Regions from separate parts of the Rattus norvegicus genome. Here regions 1, 3 and 4 are each linked to region 2. Evidence: chromatin contacts called from public Hi-C data. All regions are on one chromosome and are shown on one strand. Each heading gives the region's core, a stretch centred on a gene start, on an enhancer-like site or on the middle of the called end of the contact. The rest is flanking DNA. Distances are from core to core; before and after follow the strand shown. Region 1 holds the start of Jade2 (jade family PHD finger 2). Region 2 holds the start of Ube2b (ubiquitin-conjugating enzyme E2B). Region 3 has its middle 45 kb from the start of Sar1b. Region 4 has its middle 24 kb from the start of Vdac1.

The links. Hi-C and Micro-C count contacts between places; a contact is called where the count stands out from the background.
Region 1: a contact with region 2 is called in a Hi-C map of liver, with 3 times the contacts expected there. The contact joins the promoter of Jade2 here to the promoter of Ube2b in region 2. A contact is called at or near these places in 4 of 12 Hi-C or Micro-C datasets (frontal cortex, kidney and liver) and 1 of 1 datasets of contacts at active chromatin or transcription factors (oligodendrocytes).
Region 3: a contact with region 2 is called in a Hi-C map of liver, with 2.4 times the contacts expected there. The contact joins the enhancer-like site here to the promoter of Ube2b in region 2. A contact is called at or near these places in 2 of 12 Hi-C or Micro-C datasets (frontal cortex and liver) and 1 of 1 datasets of contacts at active chromatin or transcription factors (oligodendrocytes).
Region 4: a Hi-C map of the A7r5 cell line shows a contact between it and region 2, with 4 times the contacts expected there. The contact joins the enhancer-like site here to the promoter of Ube2b in region 2. A contact is called at or near these places in 2 of 12 Hi-C or Micro-C datasets (the A7r5 cell line and mammary epithelial cells).

Annotation. Positions count from the first base shown.
Region 1 is chr10:36,622,360-36,625,059 of GRCr8, reverse strand. Jade2 (jade family PHD finger 2) reads left to right here and starts at 1,351. Exons shown (of 12, transcript NM_001106998.3): 1 at 1,351-1,692.
Region 2 is chr10:36,762,509-36,765,208 of GRCr8, reverse strand. Ube2b (ubiquitin-conjugating enzyme E2B) reads left to right here and starts at 1,266. Exons shown (of 6, transcript NM_031138.2): 1 at 1,266-1,410. The coding sequence starts at 1,367. It also overlaps a transcript of Cdkl3 not described here.
Region 3 is chr10:36,569,370-36,572,069 of GRCr8, reverse strand. No RefSeq gene overlaps it. Among named protein-coding and RNA genes, the nearest start is that of Sar1b, 45 kb to the right of the region's middle. Within about 2 kb of position 1,404, at least 14 of the 93 cell types and tissues checked have an H3K27ac peak or open chromatin away from gene starts, as enhancers often do. A contact at or near this core is called in liver, where this site is marked.
Region 4 is chr10:37,007,803-37,010,502 of GRCr8, reverse strand. No RefSeq gene overlaps it. Among named protein-coding and RNA genes, the nearest start is that of Vdac1, 24 kb to the left of the region's middle. Within about 2 kb of position 1,367, at least 19 of the 93 cell types and tissues checked have an H3K27ac peak or open chromatin away from gene starts, as enhancers often do. A contact at or near this core is called in the A7r5 cell line, where this site is marked.

The DNA.
Region 1 (2,700 bases), core at 102-2,601, 140 kb after region 2:
CCGCCACTGCCGGCTAGCCGCCCGACAGCCCGCCCGCCTGGCGAGCGCAGGCTCTTCTTCCAGAAACTGCGAGGATTGGAGAGCACTGTTTGTGCACCACAAGGTCAAGTCGGGAAGTGGAGTCGGAGGAGGAGGGGCGAGAAGGAGAGGGTGGGGAGAGGGGCGCCCCGCTTCTCTGCCAAGTACCAACCCAGGGAAGTTGCCCCTCGGTTTTTAACCCTTTGCGGTTATAAAAAGCACGAGGCAGGAGAAAGGGGGTACCCGGGGGCAAACTCCTCCTGAGGCTAGGACATGTTGCCACCCTGCTAGCCACCCACCCATCACAGTGCGCCTCACCCCCCCCCCCCGGAAATGCAGGGCAGCACCGGGCGCCAGGAGGCACCCGCGAGGGGGAGGGGGCAACGAGCCCAAGAAGGGACCCCCCTCTAAGGACTGCCCCTCTCTTCCGGAGGTCGCCCACAATTTCAACTTTCCCTACCTAGGATGCTAGTTTGCATTTGGTGTGGGTGGGGGGAAGGAGGACCGCGCCCCCTCCCCCAGCCCCATGCGCGCCCCTCCCCTGCACTCCTGCCTGCACTTTCTGCTCACTTCTGGCGCTGCAAAAAACGCCACGCGATTTATTCGATTTCGATTTTAAAACCAGTGATTCCGAAACCGGGCGGAGGGCGAGGGTCTTCCAGCACCGGAGTCCCTGGGGGTGGGGCGGGCGGGCTGGGTACTCCGTGCAAGCCTCGTTTCCTCCGCGAGTGTCGCCTCCAGGCTGTTATTTGCAAAGAAACGTCTTTTTGACGCAGGGAGAAATGGCAAATTTTAAGTACGTCATTAATATGGCGCCAAAAGATTTTTTTAAGTATAAGCTTGCTTTTTTTTTTTTTAAGGTTGCGGGGGGCTCCGCCTGGGTCTGGGGCGCGAAGGGGGCGGGGTGTGAGCAGAAAGTGTGAGTGAGCGAGTGGAGGGGCGGGGTATGTGTGTGAGTGTGTGAAGTGTGAGCCGACCTGATGGGACTTGCACGGGCTCAGCCGGCGCTCGGGCCCGGCCCTGGGGACAGGGCGGGCTGGGGGCGCCCCAGAGTCCACGAGGAGTCCGGGCCCGCGTGCAGGCGGACGGGTGACCGTGCAGGGCACCCCCCCCGGGGGGGCCGCAACGCTACCTGGGACTGTCGCCGGAGCCAAACAACTGGGAAGGGGGGGGACACGACAGGGGGGTGCCGGGAGCGGAGATCCGAGTGAATTAGAAAAAAGTGGCTACTCCCCCTCCCTCTCTTCTTGCCCGCCCCCACCCCACCCCCACCCCAACACATTTTTTCCCCCTCTAAAGAGATCACAAGGAAGTCTTGGTTTAAAAAGAAACAGAAACATACACGGGGGTTGGTGAATGGTGCCGACCGCGGCCATCGCAGTTGGAGGCTATTTTTTGGGGGGGTGAGTAGCGTCCATGGAGTTACTTTGCGCCCACTCCTAGTGGCACCAGCTCTGGACTGGAGGGCTGACCATCTTCCCAGCAGGGGTGCGGGGCTTGGGGGACGCTGCGGCCCGGTCGCCTCCCTCGCCACGACCCCGGATGGATGCGCGCCCCCCGCCCTCCCGCGCCGGCCCCAGGAGCTCCTGGCTTCAGGAGCATCCTTCCCGCGCCGGCCCCCGCCGCGGCGCGTAGCCGAGGGCAGCGCCCCTCGGGAGGGCACCGCGGAGCAAGGTAAGAGCCAGCCCCCGGCGGATGGGCCCTGCGCATCTCCACGGCGTTATTTTGTGGGCTTTTTTTTTTTTTCAACAGATCTGCCAGTGCTCCTCGCTCCCTCTCTCTCTTGCTCGCTCGCTCCCTCTCTCGCTGGCTGCCTGTTCTAGGAAGCCAGCGCGGGGGGTGGGGGGGGGGGGGACGCACAGCACTGGGGAGAGAGATTGCGCATGTTGGTCAGCCGTGTTTTAAAGAGTACAGTGCGGGGAGGCTGAGAGGGGCGCATGCAACAACTTTTGGAAGGGTGAGCCTGGCGACCTTCTTTATTAATGACTGCGGCAAAGCGCCCCTGGGCCGGCGAGGGGGCGCGGGCGGGTGGGGGCGCTGGGGCTGCAACTTGCCTCGCGGGCTCCGGCCGGCCCGAGGGGCTGCGGCGCGACCGGGGTGCGGGGTGGGGAGGCCGAGCGGCAGGGCACCGGGGCACGGGAAACCTGGAGCCATCTGCCCTTCTGTCTACCCGAGTTTCATTTTGTTGATACGCAGCACGTCCGGGTGCCGAACCGGGCTGAGCCGATGCACATGACCCCGCGCTGGGCTCACGTGCAGCCGGTCCAGTCCTAGACACCTTCCGGGGGCCACCGCCTCCGCCCTGCGCCCCCTTTCCAGGCTGGGTGCACGCGGGAGCTGCACGCGGGGGCAGCATGCTCGGTTCTTGGGTTCAGAGGCATTGCACAAATTAGTTTTTTTTTTCTTTTTAAGGGGCGGGGGACAACGTTCCCAGGTGAGTGCTGGGTGCGCAACCCCGGCAGCCAGGGTGCATATTGGGGTAGTGGACAGCAGCTTCCCGGTGCTGCGCGGGAGTCCGGTGGGGGAGAGGCACTGCGAGAGTGGAAATGTACCGGCGACGGCCGGAGCGGCGGGTGCGCGCTCGCGGGGCGACGGCAGGGGGCGTGGCCCTTGTTTACCTTCTCCCAACTCTGCTGGTTCGCGTCCCGCTTCAGGGACGACTCTGCAGCTCCCCCCCCCCTT
Region 2 (2,700 bases), core at 17-2,516:
TCTACTCCACCGTTCGGGTCCCTAGAACTAACATCAGTGCTAGAAGCTGAGATTGGGAATTCCAGGAGCTTGCGGGGCGGTGTGTGTGTGTGTGTGTGTGTGTGTGTGTGTGTGTGTGTGTGAAGGCTACTGAACCTGCTGAGAATCACCCCACACACACACACACACAGAGCACTTCCGGTCCGTTTGGCCCCTCTTTGCTATTGTACAAAGCTTGTACTAAGTTACCTCAGACTCGAGATATAACTCCCACCCATGTCTGCATGATCTCTCCCCCGATCTGAATCATTTTGGTAGGTTTCTTTGACAACCAGCAGCCCATTGATATGCCCTAAAAATCACACCCACTCGTTTCTTGAGAAATACAATTGTTCCCCACCGCAGGCAAAATCACAGATTCCAATTCTAAGACTCCATAGATGGAGTCTTTAAGGCTTGGACAATCTATTCCACTCTCATTTCTGTATAGACTTTAAGTATGGAAATCCCATACAGGCTATAATTGATCCAAATGCCCTTAATCCCATCTGATTTGCACGGACCATAGTATTCAAAGCTGTTCATTACAAGGCTTTGCCACACTTTCAGTACCTGTCCCACGTGCCAGAGTTGCTAAGCCACTTGAAACAGAATTAAGTCCAGATTTTTTTGTTCCGTTTTAAAGACTCAGAACGCCAAGTGGCTTCTTCCACAATGTCTCCTTATGCAAAGTCCCAGTACTTGGGACCAAAAGAATAATGTATGACTAGAGGTGTCAACTCCTTAAACTCAAGGACCTGCTTTGTGAGACCTGAAACCAAGAGCCAGGCTAGGCCGTCACGTGACTTGTTCTGATGGCGTCACAGGCACACGTGGTTCTAGATACTTCGCTCCCTCCCCCTCAGGGGTGGATTGTTGACAACGCCGCTAGCGGTCACGTGACCTGACGTCATCCCACCTCCTCTCCCCGAAATCTCAGGCTCCGGATGCACCTCTCTCCCCGTCCGGCCGAACTTGAAACTAGCGACGGGGGGAGCGAGGCAAGGTAGCGTGTGGGCTCCGGCGCGGTCGGGCCGGCCCGTGTCCAGCCTGGGCACGGAGAGGACCTTCCATAGTTCCTCACAGCCAAGAAGCCCCGAAGACGGCCTCCTGCGCCTCCAGGGTCGCGCGCGCGCCCGCTCGCCCCGCCCCCTCTCCCCTCCTCCCAGCGGTGGTACTGGCGGAGGGCGGAGGGATCTGGAGGCGGCGGAGGGAGACGTCATTGCAGGGTTGTTTGTGCAGTCTCGGTGGCGGCGGCGACCCACAGTGATTCGGCCGCTGCGCCGGGGGGTGGGGGGGCCGAACGGGACTCTTTTCTTTCAGACTGACCGCGGGGCAGCTGCGGAGCATGTCGACCCCGGCCCGTAGGAGGCTCATGCGGGATTTCAAGCGGTAAGGGCCCTCGTCTTAGCCCAATATGACGGCCTCTTCCCGAAGCTATGGACTGTAGGGCGGGGATCCGGGATATCCTCCCCCGGTGACCCTGAGGAGGGGGGCAGTGGGCCTGCGGGACCCACGGCAGCCCCGGCTCACCGGCGACTCTTACTCCCTCGCTTCATACCTCCCTCTGTTTGAGTAAAGATGTTCGGTATTATAGCCACCTGCCCTCCCCCCCCCCCCAAAAGTAGGAAGGTAGCCATCGCTGGGCCTAGGTGTCCCAGAGGCCCACCTAGGCCAAATGCAGACGCTTCACCTCCCGCCTCTGCACCCTGCGGTGTCCCCTCCGCAGGTGGTGCTAGGGAGCTTTTCCTGAGGTTCTGGCCTCGCCTGGAGGACCAGTCCAGCTTTGTTACAGGGCCCCGTGGTCTCCTATTTGTAGCGGGGTTGGGGTGAATACTGTCCCAAATCTCTTTCCCTTTCTGCAGTGGTGAGGGTGGGGTCTGCTGCGCGAGGTCCGGAGGTGGTTAGCCCATCCCCCGAAACCCGATCTGCCCCCGCCCACCTGGAAGGACCTTGAGAACTGGCTCGGGAAACCTGGACCTGGAGCTAGCCACTCCGCTGCCAGTGCCTTCTGGAACTAAGATCTGGCTGCCGAATAAAGGCCTATCTATAGCCTCCCCGGCCTGGGAAATGCCTTCCGTCACACTGGAGCTAATCTGATACTCCACCTGGGCCTCCTTTTGGAAAATAGGAGTTTATAGGAAATAAGGGGCTTGAAGGAAGAAAATGACCTCTCCTTCCTCTTCCAGTTGTTTACCTCTCCTTGGAAACGTACAAGTGCAGCAACCGTAACTTGAAATCCAGCGACAAGATACTCCTCTAAGTTTTCTTTCTGGGCAGACCCGCTGTGATTGAGACAGATCTGTACTATAAAAACTTAGATTTGCCTCTCAGGAAGCAACTGCTCGACTTTGCCTTTATAAAGCCCTGTCTGGGGCATTTGGAGGTCTTGGGCCTTGGACAGCTTCATTTAATTCGTTGCTGATTTTAGCCACTTAAAATTGAGGAATCAGGCAGTAAGTTCGTTCCTCTCAGCCCTGTTAGTGGCATAATCTGCTTGAGGTTTTTTGTTTGTTTGTTTGTTTGTTTGTTTTTTAATGTGGACTGATCGCTAAGTGTCCACTTAAAAATCATGACATACTTTGTATGGTGGAAGGCTTTTTTTTTTTTTTTTTTATGATCTGACAGATGAGATGCCCTTGTTGGTGCAAAAGGCTTGAAGTCACTATATTTGATTGGCTC
Region 3 (2,700 bases), core at 155-2,654, 190 kb after region 2:
GCAGGCTTGTGCTGGTTCATACGTTGGTACTCAGTCCGTGGCCTCTACTCATTGTCCGCTCCCCGCTGGGCTTCCACCAAACAATATGTGGCCATCTGAGTGTTGACCACATAGTGTTCAGATGTGCTGTGAAAGAAGACTGTGGATTTCTGGTGTGGATGCACTAGAAATAGACTCGTGTAGGCCTCAAGCTCCCGGAGAAGTGCAGGCCTGCGTTCTGGTCCTTCTGAGCTGCTGTCTCCTCATTTGCTAAATGGCCACCTGGACCTTTTTATCCAGGTTGGCCAAGAGGTCACCTAGAGGTGGATTCAAGGACGCTGAGGTGGATTGCTGAGGTCAAACTTTGTTAGAAGAGTTCATTTATGCCATAGTCAGACAGACAACGGCACTACAGACATCAGGGTGGGGACTCTGAAGACTGGAATCAGGGTCTGCATAGCAGAAGTGGGGGGGTTGGGGATTTAGCTCAGTGGTAGATCGCTTGCCTAGCAAGCACAAGGCCCTGGGTTCGGTCCCCAGCTCCGAAAAAGAAAGAAATTGTTAGGGCTGGAGAGATGGCTCAGCAGTTAAGAGCACCGACTGCTCTTCCCGAGGTCCTGAGTTCAATTCCCAGCAACCACATGGTGGCTCACAACCATCTGTAGTGGGGTTGGGTGTGTCTGAAGACAGCTACAATGTGCTTATATACATTAAGTAAATAAATAAATCTTTAAAAAAAAAAAGAAGTGGGGGCCGTGGTCTCTTAGTCTTCTGAGGGTGGGAGTGGTTTTACTGCAAGACTCTCAAGTTTCCGTACGGGGGTCAGGAAAGGGGTGGAGAGCAGGATGTGGGGTCAACAACACCCCCTTGGATATAAACTCACGTCACCAGGTGCAAAATGGGTATCTGGAAGGCTGTTAGCCAAAGCTGGCTGGCGTGCAAAATGGGTATCTGGAAGGCTGTTAGCCAGAACTGACTGGCATATGTGAGAGGGAAAGGCTGTTGCTGGAAAGAGGCCTGAGCAGCAGTCTGGGCTACATTCTAACAGCCAGATCCTTTTTAAAATACTGACTTGTTTTATTTTTGGTCATATGTATGTATCAACGTGTGGGTGTGAGCACATGTACACTGGGTACCCAGGGTTTCATATCATCTGGAGCTGGACTTACAAAGAGTTGTAAGCTGCCCCAAGTGGATGCTGGGAACCAAGCATCTACAAGAGCAGAGCTAACTCCTTAACTACTCGCTGAGACATTTTTCCCCCAGCCCCTTTAAAGGAGGTTAACATCACCTTCTTACAAAGCAGACAAAATGATGATTTTCCCAAAGGTCTTGAGAGAGAGAGAGCGCTGGCACCCTGGCTGTTGCCCAGAGGCACTGGGTTTGTTTACCAGCGTGTACTTCCTGGAATCCCAGCTGGTAGCCAACCCTGTTTGTTTATGAGTTGTCCGTAACCCAACCAGGACAACTGTGGTCTGGGGTTAGGGCAGGTACTAGCCTTGCGCAGTTCCCTGACAGGGGCTTGTTGGAAATAGCTGGTGAGAATGAGAGACGAGGTGTATGTGACAGTCAGCTGCTTGCACCAAAAGAGACACAGCTGTCAGCATTCTGAGTGGCTCGGGCTTTCCTCAGCCTTGATCAACCTGTGCACCTGAAACCTTGTAACCTGAGATCAGGCCAGGCAGAAGAAGCTGGATTGGACCTCCTCCTCCACCCTCTCCCAAGGGATTGACTGCTATGATCAACTTGAGACTCAGAAGGTCAGCCAGAGAAGTGCATTTTGGAAACTAGGGGAGAAAAGTAACTCATCAAAGAAGCATCCCTCCCCTGTGGGTGTTGCCTACTGCCATTTGCAGGATCCAGGAGTTTCGTTGGTTCTGGTATCAGTTGTGTGGGGGATTGGGCTGCCAAGACTGTAGCTCCCACCTCCAGCCCCAGCGGCTTCTGGCCACTCCTTGCTGAAGAAGCATCTTCCTGCCTCCTGAAAGGTCTTGGATGTCGTTGTAAAGGATTGTTTTCCAAGACAAAGTGCTGCTGCCTTCAGACATGTTGATGGGTTCTTCACAAAAGATTATTTAAAAAAAAATAAAAAGTATAGCTGGGTTTGTTGATGGCTGAAGTTTCCTCTTGGACCCTCACTTGACTACCAAGATACTTCTTCGAGCTAATCATAATAGCATAGCATTCTTTCCTAACTGTGTGTGTGGCCTTGTGGGATTCAGGAGGGGCTTGGAAGGCCTGAAAGAAAGGGGCTCCATCTATACACAACCACAGAAGCCATCACCCATACTCCTGTGGGACCCCTCACCCTTACTCTGTGGATAACTTTAGTAAACTCATTGGCTCCCTAGGCTGACCTTTGGTGGAATCCAACTTTGGCTAGTTTGTGGGACCCTAGGGCGAGTGGGGTAGACGAGTCCTAGTCTCCACCCCAACCCCCTGGAGAAAATTCTCTCACAGGTATGATACAGGACCCTGAGACAGAGATTGTATTTGGAGGCCATAAGATTTACAGAATGCCATGGGCAGTCAGAGCGTCTGAAGAGAGGAAATCAGAGCCCATGTGGCAGAAGCGGGGCCCTCTTTTTTGTTTGCTTTTTTGATTTTGGAAACAAGGTTTCTCTGTGTAGCCGTGGCTGTCCCAGAACTCACTTTGTAGACCAGGCTGGACTTGAACTCAAAAGAGCTGTCTGCCTCTGCTTCCCGAGTGCTGGAATTAAA
Region 4 (2,700 bases), core at 118-2,617, 250 kb before region 2:
TTACTATGACATCTCAAAAGTGAGAAATGGGGCCTTGGGAGGCTCCTGCATGCATTTCTTTAACTGGCCAAGGACTCGGCAGGGAGACCTGTGAGCCTCCCTACATAATGTGCAAAATAAGGAGTGTGTAGCTTGCTGGAACAGAGGAGCCATGGCTTTCACAATAAGGATCAAGGACACACACACACACACACACACACACACACACACACACACACGGCCAAAACACACTGGCTTGACCTGAGCATGAACACTGAGGTAGACTTATCCTTAATACTAGGGAGGCTGAGGCAGGAGGATCGCCATGAGTTCAAGGCCACCCTGGGCTCCACGGTAAGATCTATGTCAAAACAAAACAAGAAATGTCTGCAGATGCAGCTGTTGGTAGAGTGTTTGCCTAACACGCACAAAGCTCTGGGTTCAAACCCCAGTGCTGATTAACTGTGTGGTGGTACACGCCTGGGTCACCAGCACTTGGGAGGTGGAAACAGTAGGTTCAGACTGGAAAGCTCATCTTTGGCTACACAGTGAGATTCAGGCTAGTCCTGGTTACTTGAGACCTCTCCTTGAAAACCAAGTCCCTCAGAGGCTGGCTGCCATTCAGGCTGCTGCACCGGCAAGAAGGAAAAAGGTCAAAGCTAAAAGGTTCTAGACTATTCCTCATGGCTTCCAGGACCTGCACACCTCTGAGGAACAGCCACAGGCCTCAAGGGCATAGCCATAAAACCTGGGCCCCAGGTGCTGTGGGAGCCTCCTCTGAGTTGTGGAAAGAGGCAGGAAGTCCCCTCAGGCCTGACAGGGCTTTCCCGATGGCCTTGGGTCCCTGCAGCTCAGGGTCAGAGCTGAGCCTGGTAGCCTAGAAACGGAATTTCAGAGAAAGACAAGCTTTGTTCAATGTCACTGGGCAAAGGGTCTCTCAGTCTAGCCTAGGATCCCAGCCTGCTGCCTTCCTGTGTGCTCCTGAGCCCCATAGGGTTCCTCCACTCGGGTCAGAGCATCCAGTGTGTGTGGGGGAGTCATTCCCTGAGGATTAGAGCCCACCCAGGGTGACCTTGCCAAGCCATCCTCCTCTGGAGCTAGACACCACCACGGAGGCCACCACACAGCCCTCAGCCACCACTCTTGGAGTTCCTGAGGTGACCCATTTCCCTCTCTTTTCTGCAGCTTCAAAACAAACCAAAACACAGACCAACATCCTTTGTTTGTTTCGGGGATCAGAGCCCGGGGAAAGCGCTCTGTGGGTTTTCACTTGAAAACAAGGTTGTTTGAGTGGGGAGCAGAAACCAAAGGCAAAGGGGACAGAGTCCCCTGTGGCCACGTGCTTTCTGGATGAGTCAGGGCAGGGCGGGGGCGGGGGTGCACTCAGCAGCAATGCTGTCTGCTCACCACTCTGAGGGACTGCAGCCATGGCCGCTGCCACTCACCCTAGGTAACATTTCTTTGAGGATGACTAGGCCCAGACAGGGCCAGGCTTCCCATTCAATGGCTCCAGACTTCCTTACATGGGTAGGAATGGATTAGGTTGGATCAAGCCCCTGGTGCAAATTCATCTCCATCCCTTAGTTCACAGGCCCAGGCTAGGTGTCCTGCCCCAAGGGACAGACTGGGCCCATCTTGCACAGGCTGTCTCCAGGGCGTGCAGTCAGGTCCTGTCCATCCGGCCAGTTGGATATGAGCTTCCTGGTGAAATGGGAAGCTCTGAGACGCAGGCCTCCAGGAGAGTGTACATAGTAGAGCAGAGACTAGAGTACTTCTTGGGCTCCCATGGTGTCCACACAGTGTGGGTGTAGGAGACAGGCTGATGGGGACAGCCTTCATGGGCACCTGTGAGCAGCAGTTGGAAGGATGGTAACTGGCAGGTGGCCTTGAGAGTGATATTCCAAAGCCTGAACCAGAGTGGCTCCCAGCTGATTCCTGGCCTCGCCAGATGGTTTTAAATGCACAATTTTATTTGAGCTTCCCAGCTAGTTAAGCTAGAGAGGATGAGGCTGCTGGAGTTTAGAAAGGCAAAGCAACTTACTCAAGGACACACAGCAAGTCAGACTAAGACCAGCACAGCTTTGGACCACATCAGGGCCAGGAACTAACCCACTCGGAGCAGGATTCAACTCCCCAGTGGGAACAGACTACAGAGGACTCTCACCAACAGCTCCTTACTCTGGTGGCCCAGGATGGGGATGAATAGGCTTTTGTTAAAGGCTGCCATCTTTTTAGTTCTTAGGAACTGAGCAGAGCAGTAACTCCCATTCTCATCTGGTCCTCCCGGCACCCCCAAAGGGAGATATCTTCATTAGCCCATTTCAGAGATGATAAAGCTGAGGCAGCAGGGTCGGCAAGATGGCTCAGAGGATAAAGGCGATTGCTGCTCAGGCCTGGTGACTTGAGTTTGATTCCCCAAGATGCACATAAAAGCGGAAGGAGAGAACTGACTCCTCAGAGTTGTCCCCTGACCTCAACCTAGGTACCCATTGTTTGTGTGCTTCCTAACACACAATAATAACCTGTAAAATAAAATAAGAAGGCTAAAGCAGCAGATGGTGCCTTTCTAACAGCAAAGCAGGGGCTCTTCTGGATCCCACACAGTCTCTTCACTATACTGAAATGCCAGATTCTCCCCCCTTCCCTCCTGTGAGCCCGCTCTAGGGTCAATGTGAGTTGTATTGTAGAACCTAAGCTTCAAGGCTCACCCCCTCTTGCTGG